Linked DNA regions of Gossypium arboreum: region 1 is linked to region 2. The links are chromatin contacts, called in public Hi-C maps. All regions are on one chromosome and are shown on one strand. The core of a region is the stretch at or near the end of the contact, and the rest is flanking DNA. Distances in the headings are between cores, read along the strand shown. Region 1 holds the start of LOC108467799 (probable serine/threonine-protein kinase WNK10). Region 2 holds the start of LOC108467725 (probable alkaline/neutral invertase F).

Region 1 (6,334 bases), core at 1,119-3,618, 940 kb after region 2:
GTATCTTTTTTAATAATTGGATGATAAAAAAAAACTTAATTTGAATAACTTATAGGATAGTGTAATCTTAATTTAATATGTATTTTTAATGGTTAATATTTGGTATATTGATAGTAGAGGTGAGTAAAACTCTATTCGACTCGAAAAAATTGAAAAAAATTTAAATTTTGAGTTTAACGAATTGAGTTATTCGAATTAATCGATTTATTGAAGTCAACTCGATTTTTTTTTGAATTTCGAATTCGAAGAATTTGGTTTCCGAATTTGAATAATTCAAATAATTCGAATAAACTGAATATTAAACTATAATATTTTATATTTTTACCCCAAATTCTCAAACCTCTTCACTTTCCTCTCAAAATTTTTACTTCCTCCAACTTTCCCTTTATAACTTTTAATCCCCTCCACCCCAAACCCATTCCCCCTCCTCTCCCCCCAACCCCCCCCCAAAAAAAAAAAAATTTACTCTCTCAACCCCAAAACTTTTTATTTTTCCCTTAAACTTTTACTTTTCATCATTTACCCCCAAATCAAAAATTAAAATCATCCAAAATTATTCCTAAATCTAAATAATAATAATAATTTTATTTATATCTACTATTTGTATTATTAAATTAAATTTCACATTTTTACTATTTATTTGTTGAATTGTTTAATCATATTGAATCTTTATAAAATTTTTTAAAATTGAATTGTTGATGATGCGATAAAATATTCGTGTTAAAATTTTATATTTGTATCAAATTCACATTTTATCTTTAAGATAATTTTATTAAAAATCACATTCTTTATATTTAATATTTTTTTCATTTCAAAATATATAGTGGCAAGAATCAAAAGATAATTGAAGCGACGAAGCTAACCCATATATAAAAGATTAATAAATAAATTATTAGGGGATGAAAGTTAATAACAATTTTGATTACGGTGGGTGACTGTGATTACAAGGACCTAAAATATTTTTTTTTAATTTAACTCAAACAAATATATTTGATTCGAATTTCATCTTACTCGACTCGATTCGAGAAAATTTCAAATCGTGTTAGGATGATAAAATAGGATTCATCAACTCGATTAACTCAAAATTTTTTCATTCGATTCAATCGAACACTCACCCCTCAATGATAGTATATTTTTTTCATAAATAATCTTAAAAAATATCATGTATCTTTTTTCATATATTTATTTTTTTCAAATATTTTACTATACCTTACAAATATTTATCATCACATTAGTCTTGCTTTTAGAGCCTAAAAATCCATTGGTAGTATAATAAATATTTTCTTTTTCTTAATGTGTTATACTCTAATGGCATAATGACTTATTTGGCCTTCCAATTTTACAAAAAAAAAAATTATTTTAGCCATTAATTTAATTTTTTGCCTTTTTTAATTTTTGAACATGCATTATTTATTAAATCACTCCAAAATTGATGAAAAAATTAACGTTTATTAATTTTATTTAGAGGTGTTCAATCGATTAACCGACCCAAACTATCATTAACCGAATTAACTAACCCTTTTAAACCTTAACTGTTAACCGAACAGAAATTTTTTCAAAAAAATTAACCGAACCTAACTTTTTCGGTTAATTCGATCGGTTAACCGAGTTAATCAAAATTTATATATTTTTATTTTTAGTTAAAACAAGTATAAAATATATAAAAATTAACCAATTAACCAATTTAATATATATATAAAATGTATATAAAAATATTAATTTTTGGTTAATTAATCGATTTTAAACTGAATTAACCGTTAACCAAACTTCTAAAAATTATTAACTGAACCCGATCGAATTAATTTGATTTTACCTGAAATTTTCACACTCTTAATTTTGTTGATATGGTATTCACATGTATGTCACATCAACAATTAATTAATTATAAAAATATTTAAAATAAAAATATTTTTAAAATTTTTATAAAAATAGACTGTTATGTGGATACAATATTAATAAAGTAAATAAATATTAATTTTTCATTCATTTGGAGTGATTTGATAAATTATATAAATTTAAATGTTAAAAATAATAAAAAATTAAATGAAGACTAAATTGAATTTTTTAAAGTGGGTCAAATAATTTATTAAGCACAGTATAATCTAAAATTCTCAATCTTATAGCGACCACCATTCATACGCACGGGCCACAGTCAAAGGCCCACGAACGTTTAAAATAGATCGCTTTGCAAACGGTGCGGTGCTATCACAAGTCAAACTCGAAGCCGTTGCAATGCCGGTGGGCAGTTACCCATTAAAGAAAAAAACCAAACAAAAAAAAAATAGAATAAGCGGCGCGGCGAAACGTCAACTTTGGTCACTGAATTTGATAATAAAAATTGAAGTAATAACGGCGTTAGACCATACAAAGAAAAAAAATAGTCTTTAAGCTTTCCGTAGAAATTTAAACCCGTACAAGTGTTTGGTCAAAGCTTCATTTTCGGATATTTTCAGAATCTCATAATTCATTCCAACAACAGCTGTCTTTAATGTCTCAACGGCTTTTCTTTTTCCCCTTTTAGCAACAATCAATCCCCATTTCTTTACTTTTTCTTTTATTTTCCTTTCACATCTGTCTGAAAAAAAAAAAGAGGAACAAATTGCTTTGTTTCGGCTTCTTTATTTTTATTGTTGGAAGAGAATTTTTCTTGACTTTTGAAAAAAAAAAAGGAAATGGAATTGGAATTGGAGAAGATGGGTTTGGTGTAAAGAAATGAGGGGATTGCTGCACAAGGTACTTGGGGTTATGAATTGTAAACGCGGTTCATTGCCTCGAAAGGACGTCGTTGTTGCCGTAATCGAATGCCGGTTCCGCCCTCGGTCGGCATTCGATTCTTTCTGCATTGCCTCTGAAACCTTCTCTGACCATCATCACCGCCGCCACCACCACCACCATCAACAACAACAACAACGTTGTCGTTACCTTCCTTCTCACACTTTTTTAAGGGGAAAAAAGTGAATCTTTTTGAAAATTTTGGAAAACATAAATTGTCTTTATTTTTTTTTTCTGGTAGCTATTTGGTTCTTAGCAGTAATGGATTCTGGGTTAGGTTTGGAAATGCCAGCCAATAATGGAATGCATTATGCTTCTGAAGTAGAACCAGGTTTCGTAGAAAGAGACCCAACGGGTCGTTACATTCGGGTATGGGTCTATTTTTTTTACCATATTCTATTGTATTCACAAATGTAGTACTCTCTCTCTCTCTCTCTCTCTCTCTCTCTTTTAATATAAAATGTTTCATATTTGAGACAAGTTAGCAGAATATCTAATGTTTCATTTTTATTTTTGTATTTCAGTTTGATGAAGTGTTGGGCAAGGGTGCATTTAAGACAGTGTATGGTTCTTAATCTCCTCCGGTCTTGCCAACAATATGGATGGTGTTTGAATGATTGTTTAGTGTTTAACCTCAGGCTTTTTTGTTTACAATGCTGCTGCAGTTATAGGGGCTTTGATGAAGTTGAAGGAATAGAAGTCGCTTGGAACCAAGTAAGGATCGACGATGTATTGCGGACACCGGAAGATTTGGAAAAACTCTACTCCGAAGTTCATCTCTTGAGATCGTTGAAGAATGAAAACATCATCAAGTTGCACAATTCATGGGTGGATGACAAGAAGAAAACTGTTAACATGATTACTGAACTATTCACATCCGGGAGTCTCAGGATGTATGCATCCTTTTAGCTTCAATTCTTTCTGGTTAATTCCTGTTATGTATGAAGTAGATTATGTCTTTTTTTGCTGTCAGATATCGGAAGAAGCATAAACACGTTGATACAAAGGCGATAAAGAATTGGGCGAGGCAGATTCTTCGGGGCCTAGTGTATCTTCACAGTCATGTCCCCCCTATTATTCATCGGGATTTAAAGTGTGACAACATTTTTATTAATGGGAACAATGGAGAAATCAAAATTGGCGACCTCGGGTTGGCGATCGTCATGCAGCAGCCAACTGCTCGGAGTGTTATCGGTAAAGGAATGGTTTTTTGTCAAAATGTTGCATTAGATTTAACTAGGTTAATGATATCTTCTTTCCCCTTCTTTGTTCACCAGGTACCCCTGAATTTATGGCTCCAGAGCTCTATGAAGAGGAATATAATGAACTGATAGATGTATACTCTTTTGGAATGTGTATGTTAGAGATGGTTACTTTCGAGTATCCATATAATGAATGCAAAAATCCAGCACAGATCTATAAGAAAGTCATCTCTGTAAGTACCACATGCAACTGCTTATTTTATCAAAATTTATAAACAGGGAATTTACGTTTTTATTTTCATTTTGGTCTTGGTTTTAGTGAACTTGTATTATATATTTTGGTGAATTTCATTCAGGGTGTTAAACCAGCTTCCTTGAGTAAGGTGGCCGATCCACAAATAAAGGAATTCATTGAGAAATGTCTGGTTCGAGCATCTGAGAGATTGTCTGCTAAGGAGCTTTTGGAGGATCCGTTTCTTAAAGTAGAGAATCCAAAAGAACCAAACCGACTTCCCCTGCTACGACCGAACCCAATTTCTAAAGCAGTAAGCCTACCTGTGTCAGGGCCTTCGTCCATGGACATAGATACCGACTATAAGCAACTTTCCTTAAGTACATGTACTGGAAGCAATAGCGAGAGTCATTATCCAGTTTTGGAGTTGCAGAGGATGCACAATAACAGCATATTCAGGTTGAAAGGTAAAAAGGATGATGATAACTCGGTTTCATTGACCTTCCGCATTGCTGATTCTTGTGGTAAGTGCTGCTTGTACATTTAAACATTGAGTTTATTTCTGATTTATGTATAATAAAACAGAAGTTACCTGCTATTTTGCAGGTCGAGTCAGGAACATAGATTTTAACTTTTACCTTGATAGCGATACTGCACACTCGGTTGCAGCTGAGATGATTGAACAATTAGAGTTAACAGACCATGATGTTGACTTCATAGCTGAGTTTATTGATTGCTTGATAACGAAGCTTCTACCTGGTTGGAAGCCCTCTTTTTATCTCTCGAGTGGAACTGCAAGTCCTTGTGCTGAGTTTTCAGCTTCTGCAAACTGCGAAACCTTAACGCCCTGCCCATGGGATTCGTTTCTAACTAGTGATTCAGCTCTGGGAGTAGCCACAGAAAGTGTATCTGCTCTAAGTACAAGCCTCAGAGAATGTGTCATACAAGCCCCAGATTGCTCCGATAATGAGTATCTCTCATTTTTGGAAGACCAAGAGTCACAAGCATCTGTCGTTTCAGAGATACTGGTTGAGGAGACTTCCACTAAGAATGCTAAACCGTCTGAGGATGCCGACTTGAATATAAATAGAACCTGTAAAGATTTAGGTGGATATATATCTGAAGACTTTCAGCTTCAGGATACTTATGATGATGAGTTCAACTCAAGTAGAAACGAAAGAAGTACTGAAGAGTGCATACCCATTAATGAATTCATGAAGGCTTCAGGACTCTCTTTCTCCAATTTAAGCAGAGAATCAACTTTTATGTGCTTGCCAAGTAGTTGCTCATCGCAATCTATAGCGAGCAAGGATCTAGATGTTGAACTAAAGCTGGAGCTTGATGCAGTCGAGGCACAATACCGACATTGGTTTCAAGAGCTTTCCAGGATGAGAGATGAAGAATTGGAGGCTACCAAAAAGAGATGGATGGCAAAGAAAAAGTTGGTTGTACAGTGATAAAGAATGAACAATTTTCTTCCTACTGTTCTGTAATTCATTGTTGTTTGACTTTGTCACTTCTTTCCCCTTTTTTAAGACTTATGATATTATCAATTTAGACATCTTGCATTGAGTGCTGCTCTCTTTTTTGGCAGTCGTTATCCTGCTTGATGTATTTATTTGTTCTCAGAACTCTGAAGCTGTTTTTCTCTAACCTTTCTTTGGAACCGGAATGTATATGTAGTTTTTGCAGACCTGCAGTCAGTACAGTCTAACATACTATCAGCAAAAGACTGTAATTCATCGGAATCAGCATTTCTTGCAAAGCGCCCAAGCCAGAAAAGTCGGTAAGCAACCAATCAATGGCATGCACTTGCAACATTTCAGGCTTTTTGATGCTGTGATTATTGATTACTTGCATTGAACTTCTACAGATTCACATTTTTTTTTTTAGCAAATTCCTTTGACAGAATGCGAACTAACAAAGATTCAAGTGTACCATGAACAAAATTGGATCTGAAAGCAGTGTTAATCTATTGTTTATGGTATTCCCTTCTGTCTCTGAAGAACAAGAGTTTGTGTTTTCTTTTCCAAAAAGGATTACAACTTAGGAAACTGAAAATTTGAAACTCAAAAAGAGAGTTTTAAAGATGACAGGGCCTAAAAAGAAAGAGGGAAATAACATGTAC
Region 2 (6,473 bases), core at 3,594-6,093:
TTAACACACCTCAAACTTTCATATTCCTCCATAAAACATCAAAATACAAGTAACTCATGCATGGGTAAATTTTTAAACATGAACCCTAGCTTGAAATATGGGTAGAAATAGAGAGAGTAAGCTACTAGGATCTCAAAATTACAAAGAACATGAAAAACGAGGCTTGGGAGCACTTACTAATGAGCTTGAAAAACTTGGAAACCCTAGCTATGGTGGCTTAGGAATTCCGGCTAGACAAGGGAGAAGAATGGCTGATTTTTGCCATCTTTTTCCCATTTTATTTCATTAATATGCCAAATGACCAAAATGTCCTTAAGCCCTTTCTTTGAAATTTCATCCATGCAAGCCCATTTTTGTCCAAAAACTTAGGAATTGGGAAAATTGCTCCCCAAGACCTTCTATTTTATAATCTAAATCAATTTCATGCCAATTGCTTCTAGAATCCAAGTTTTACAATTTATTCAATTTAGTCCCTAATTTTTCCAATTGGGCATTTACTCGAAGAATTCCTTCATGAAACTTTAAACATGCATATTCTCATATTCTAAGCCTCGTAATAATCATAAAATAAATATTTTGATGTCGGATTTGTAACACCCCGAACCCGAGACCATCGCCGGTGTCGGACACGAGGGGTTAACAAGCCAAATCCACATATTTCACCCACCAATTTGACATTTCCAGACAGGCTGGAAATCTGCGTCACTGTCACCTTAAAAATCATATCTCGAGTTTCAAAACTCGGAAACTGATTCCGTAAATTTTCCCTGAATTTAGACTCATATATCCATCTATGGATTTATTTCTAGAATTTTTGGTCGGGCCAATTGGTACAGTTTATTAGTTAAAGTCACCCATGTTACAGGGATCGACTGCTCTGACCTTCGCGCATTACAACTTGAATATCTCTCTGTACAGGGCTTTAATACTGGTGCCGTTTGTTTCTAATGATACTAGACTCAAAATGGAATCTGTACATATAAGGCATGACTCCTAATTATTTCTGGATAATTTATAATAAATTTTTAAAGTTGCGACAGGGGACCCAGAAACCGTTCTGGCCCTATCTCACAATAGCTTTAATAACTCTTAACATGTAACTCCTATGACCGTTTCGTTTATTCCACATGAAAGTAGACTCATTAAGGTTCATTTACATAATTTATTCACTATTTAATACCATTCCTAAAAATTTTGGTGATTTTTCAAAACCACACCACTGCTGCTGCCAGCATCTGTTTTCAAAGTAACCATTACCTATTTCATGATTTCCACGATTCAAATGGCCCTTTTTGCACACATAGCACAAAGTGTGATTATGATTAACCATTCCAATGGCTAATCCTTTCAAACAATTTCATACCCCATAATGATTATCATACAAACTATTATAGAATCATACTAAAAATGTATATAAGCCATTTTCGCATGGCTATCCAAGCTTACACAAAACCGAAAGATACATGACCTTCAACATTAGGGTAGTCCTATACATGCCATTTCAAAGTTCAACCAAAATTATACCAAAATGGAGGCTTTGATAGTGTAGATGACTTCGACTTTAATGATCCCGAATCCGATTGCTACCGAGCAAAATCTATAAAACAGAGAGCCAAAGCAACGGAGTAAGCATTTTTATGCTTAGTAAGTCTCAAGCAATAAAATCAGCTTTAACCAAAGCATTACATTCACATAGCCAAATGAATCATTTCATTAATACACATTCACAATATCATACTTACTTCACCATCCCAACTCTTATTTCATACACAAATAACGGCTTCGTTAAGGCCGATAACTCGTTCCATCATAGGAGCGAATATTCATACGCTCTTACTCCTAGCGCGCAAAGCACACACAACACATACCTTGTTATTGGGAAGTTTCACAAGTGCTTTAGCTGAAAATTTTCCAGCAAGCTTATAATTTTCAAATCACATACCTTCGGAGTTTAACCGGATATAGCTACTCGTTCAAACGTCTTCGGGACATAGCCCGGTTATGGTAACCCGCACAAAGGCCTTCGGACTTAACCCGATTTCACAATTTGCACAAATGCCTTGGTCTTAGCCGGATGTAGTCACTAGCACAATTGCCTTCGGTCTTAACCGGATGTATTTACCAGCATAAATGTCTTGAACTTAGCCGGATATCATTTAATTGCTCATGCACACATATACATCAATAATCATTTCCCATTCATATTTCATTTTCGTTACTAAGGCTCAAACACAAACATATCACTAGCATAATCGCCTTGAACTTAGCCCGGTATCATTCAAATACTCATACACACATAAATCAATAGTCATTACACATCAATTTTTCATTTCACATAATTCGAGTAGGGTCATTTCTTGAGGACTTACCTCGGATGTTGTCGAACGGCTTTGACGGCTATTCGGTCACTTTTTCCTTCCCCTTATCCAATTGTGGCCCTCTAAGCTCTTGAGCTAATTCAAACAAATTCAATTTATTAAAGTCTCGCTTGCTAGCCTTGGCCGAATACATATATCATTGATTCAACATCACATAACTAAACACTTTAGTCAATTTTCTTTAATTACGCACACATTCGGCCTTAGCTCACAACAAGGTAGCCGATTACCTAAGTCAAGAATAGGCATCATTAAGCTTGCCTCTAACCGAATGCATGCACCATAATTCCCCTCATGTGGCCGATTATGCTTAGTCATTCTTGCATAAAATCAAAAATAAATTGCAAGATTTTCACATCATATGTGTACTAGGCCGAATGTACATGCAAATTTCACAACATTCTTCAACAAACTTCTTCTTTAAACAACATATTCATCACTTTCTTCATAATCAAAATATCATGTGCAATCATATATACACATATAAGTGCAAGGTCAATTTCAAGGTGTCCATAGCCATCCAAAACACAAATTTTAACTAACATGCAAGAAGCATGAACCATGCTCATGAATGCATCATGGCCGAATACATCACAATCATGACCCTTTCAACTTCAATCATGGTTAAACAAAAAAAAAACTCAATGTCTTACTTAAAATTGGTACAAAGAAGTTTCAAGAGTAGTCAATCCATCATTGCATGCATCATTAGCAAGCTTCACATTTAGCATGCAATGGCTTTAACACCACATTTACTTTGGCCGAATTTCATTCCCATGACATTGCAAAGATTTGAACCATGGGATACCAAGAACATCAAGCTATCAACTAAAAACATGCATGAATTTCATGGCACAATCTCAAACATACCTTAATCTTGATGCAAGTTTAGCCAACCTCTCCCTAATCCTCTTCCAAAACAAACATGAAGCAAAATTTCTTCCTTCCTCTAGTATTTTCGGTCAAGAGAGAATGCAAGGTTGGATGAACAATTTTTTTCTTTTTTTCATCTACAATACACGGCAATGGGGTTTCACACTCACACTCACATTTTTTTTTCTTTCTTTATTACCCATGCTTATTAGTTTATCATTTCTCCCTAATGCCCAACAAAACATGTTTCATGACATGTTTAGCCCATGATTCCTTGTCATGGCGGCCACTACATCTTGGGGGAAATTTGACATGCAAGTCCTCCCTTTGACTACATGCACTATTAGGTCCTTATAGATTAGCCTTTCACTTTTCAAAAGTGTCACACAAGTCCTACTAACCTAATTCACATGCAATCGGCTAAATCGAACTTGAAATTTTCACACATTCATAATTACATATTCTAGACAATAAATTTTACATTCAAACATTTCGGTGACTCGGTTTAGCGGTCCCGAAACCACTTCCTGGCTAGGGTCAATTTTGGGCTGTCACAGGATTTGTGGTCTCGAAACCACTATTCCGACTAGGCTCTATTTTTGGATGTTACACTAATTCACTAAGTAATAATCCTAACTCTCTCTCTACTTGTCCAACTTTTGACCTTAGAATGGGTAAACTGACTTCTTTCGACTCTATCCCTCATTTTCATCCATTTCCATTAATACCATGCATCAATAGAAACATGAAGAGCTGTTTTACAACTTCCATAGAAATGAGGTTCCAATCAAATCTATGATGCACAAGTGTGTAGTGCAGTTCGTTCCCATACATAAGCAACATTCAAACTGTATGGGTTTCAATTTTTATTTTATTCTTCTTTTATAAAATTTTAATTATTTTCTACAATTTTAGGAATTTTTAAATGCAATTTTATAAAATTTTATACTTACATTGAAAAATAATTTCTTAATAAATTTATTTTTTTAAAATTTGTATCCGTTTTAATTTTTAGAATTAAGATGTCAATGAAATTTTTTTAAAACTTTTAGGACTAATTTTTTTTATTGAATAGCAGTAAATTGATAGAATGCCTAAATATTGGAGGGTTAAATTTGCTCGTATGTCGATAAAGAAAAGCCCATGTTAAACCTTCGTTATTGATTTTACGGTTGAGTGACAAAAAATTCTAATTTTGAGAGCTTTGGTGACTCTATTAAAAAACTTTATAATTAAGTGACTAAAATAGAATCACTCTCATAATTGAGTGACCAAAATAGAATAACTCTCATGGTTGGGCGACTATTTGTGTTGTTTACCCAAAAGAAAAATGGAAGAGTTTATGGGTTTGTTTGTGTTCCCTTTGGCGCCCAAAGCCCAACGGCCTCCAAGGTCCCACTATAACTCCTCCCGCCACTAAAAACTGAAAGAAGTTCACAAACAATTTTGTTAATCTCTAAAACGCCCCTCCATTATGAACTTCCTACTTGTCACCCAGGGAACGAAACGGAGAGGGGCAATTTCGTAGATAAACTAAGTATTGAGACCTATTCTTAAACAACTTCCACACTTTATTTTTTTTTTCCAACCTCCAAAACGAACCACAATTCGGTACCCAATCGCTCACGCCCTTTAGGCTTCCATCTCTGATCCATTTTTGCATTTTTTTCCTTGTCCGTCTCTCACTATTCTCTCCAGCAGTTTCAGTCTCTACGAAACGAAGAGGGAAGACCTGAGAAAGTTATCTCTCTCTAGAGGGCACGATATTGTGCATTTGTGCTGCTCATATTTGATTCTCTTCTTTAAGAATGTCAACTTTGAGATCCCCGTGTGATCTTTTAGAAGATGTAAAGGAAGCAGAGGTGGTTCCTGCGCTTTATTTTACTCTTTCAGTCGGAGATAGTGAGAAAGAACTTGGAGATTCATCGGAAAAAGAGGTGAAATCGCCTGATTTTTTTATCGTTCTTAAACACGAAGGACAGTGCATCGTGACGCCTATCGAAGAACAACCTTCGGAGACTACCACGGAGAAAGGAGCTGACGACGCGAGTGAGAAATCTTTTGATTTTATCATGTTTGAGAAGTCTAAATTTACCGAGAAATCCCTGTGTTCACAAAATGAAGAGGAAGAAGCTCTTGAATCTCCTGAGGAAGCTTCGCAAACTGAAAATGTAAAATGGACGGATAATGGAAAGACATCTCTAGAATCAAACCAGCGAGAGAGTCCAAAAATATCAACAGAGATATTTCAAGACACAGTCGGAAAAGAAGAGTCATCCAAATCGGAGGAAGAAAATGAATCGACTGACAAACTTGATAAGCCGATGAAGACGTTAAGAGTGCAGAGCAACGAGAACATCTCCAAATCCAATAATGCAAACGTGGCGCAGATGTCACTGAAACCGTCTCCTAGTGTAGGTTCGAGTCTCGAGAACTTGGAACTCGACAGTTTATTGCCTGCGGTCAGATCCGTCGATAGTCCTCTAGGGAGTACGGAAAACGGTGCGATGTTGGAAGAAGCGTGGGAGGGACTACAAAAATCTTACGTATATTACAAAGGCAAGCCTGTCGGTACGCTCGCTGCTATGGATCCTATCGCCGAGGCTTTGAATTACAATCAGGTATATTATGTTTAGTTTTTTGTCATCGTTTTTGTTTTCTTTTGATTTTTCAAATCCAGATATCTCCCTTGTTTTGTTATATTATCATTTTCTTTTGTTTGGCTATTTTGCAATGAAGCTTCATTTGTCTTAGGTGTTTTCTCAACGGTCTTTCTTTAGCCTTCAAATCCATGCTTGTTAGAATCCATTTTATCTTCAGAATTTTGCTTACTGCTGTTCGCTTTCGCTATAGCATTTTGAGGCATTTTCTGTTTTTGTGAATGGTGTTAAGGAAATTCCTGTTTTACATGCATGATAACCATCTATATCTATTTCTTATGCTTATTTTCCATCCATGATAATCATCTATATCTATATCTAATTCTTCTTCTTATTCTTCTACTTATATAACTTCGGTTCCTGTTATGATTTGCTACGAAAGTTCTTGTGCCTTTTAGTTCTGTGATCTTTTCGTCTTCACCTGGAAAATATGTGGTCTAATGTACACTTCTTGACTTGCCCTTCATATATCTGCAAATTTCGTGGTAATGCCGGAGGAACTAATTAATTATTATATTATATTGTGAGTGGCATAAGTCGTTTCATCTTCAATTTTTATTTT

Evidence for each region. Hi-C and Micro-C count contacts between places; a contact is called where the count stands out from the background.
Region 1: a Hi-C map of leaf shows a contact between it and region 2, with 5 times the contacts expected there. The contact joins the promoter of LOC108467799 here to the promoter of LOC108467725 in region 2. A contact is called at or near these places in 2 of 5 Hi-C or Micro-C datasets (both in leaf).

Annotation. Positions count from the first base shown.
Region 1 is chr8:28,343,979-28,350,312 of ASM2569848v2, forward strand. It overlaps LOC108467799 (probable serine/threonine-protein kinase WNK10), which reads left to right and starts at 2,369. Exons shown (of 8, transcript XM_053018059.1): 1 at 2,369-2,954; 2 at 3,050-3,141; 3 at 3,297-3,334; 4 at 3,438-3,665; 5 at 3,746-3,966; 6 at 4,050-4,207; 7 at 4,331-4,730; 8 at 4,813-5,837. The coding sequence starts at 3,058. The coding sequence ends at 5,663. LOC108469327 (DNA-directed RNA polymerase III subunit RPC10-like) reads right to left here. Exons shown (of 3, transcript XM_017770216.2): 3 at 6,156-6,334.
Region 2 is chr8:27,400,021-27,406,493 of ASM2569848v2, forward strand. It overlaps LOC108467725 (probable alkaline/neutral invertase F), which reads left to right and starts at 4,844. Exons shown (of 6, transcript XM_017768476.2): 1 at 4,844-5,872. The coding sequence starts at 5,060.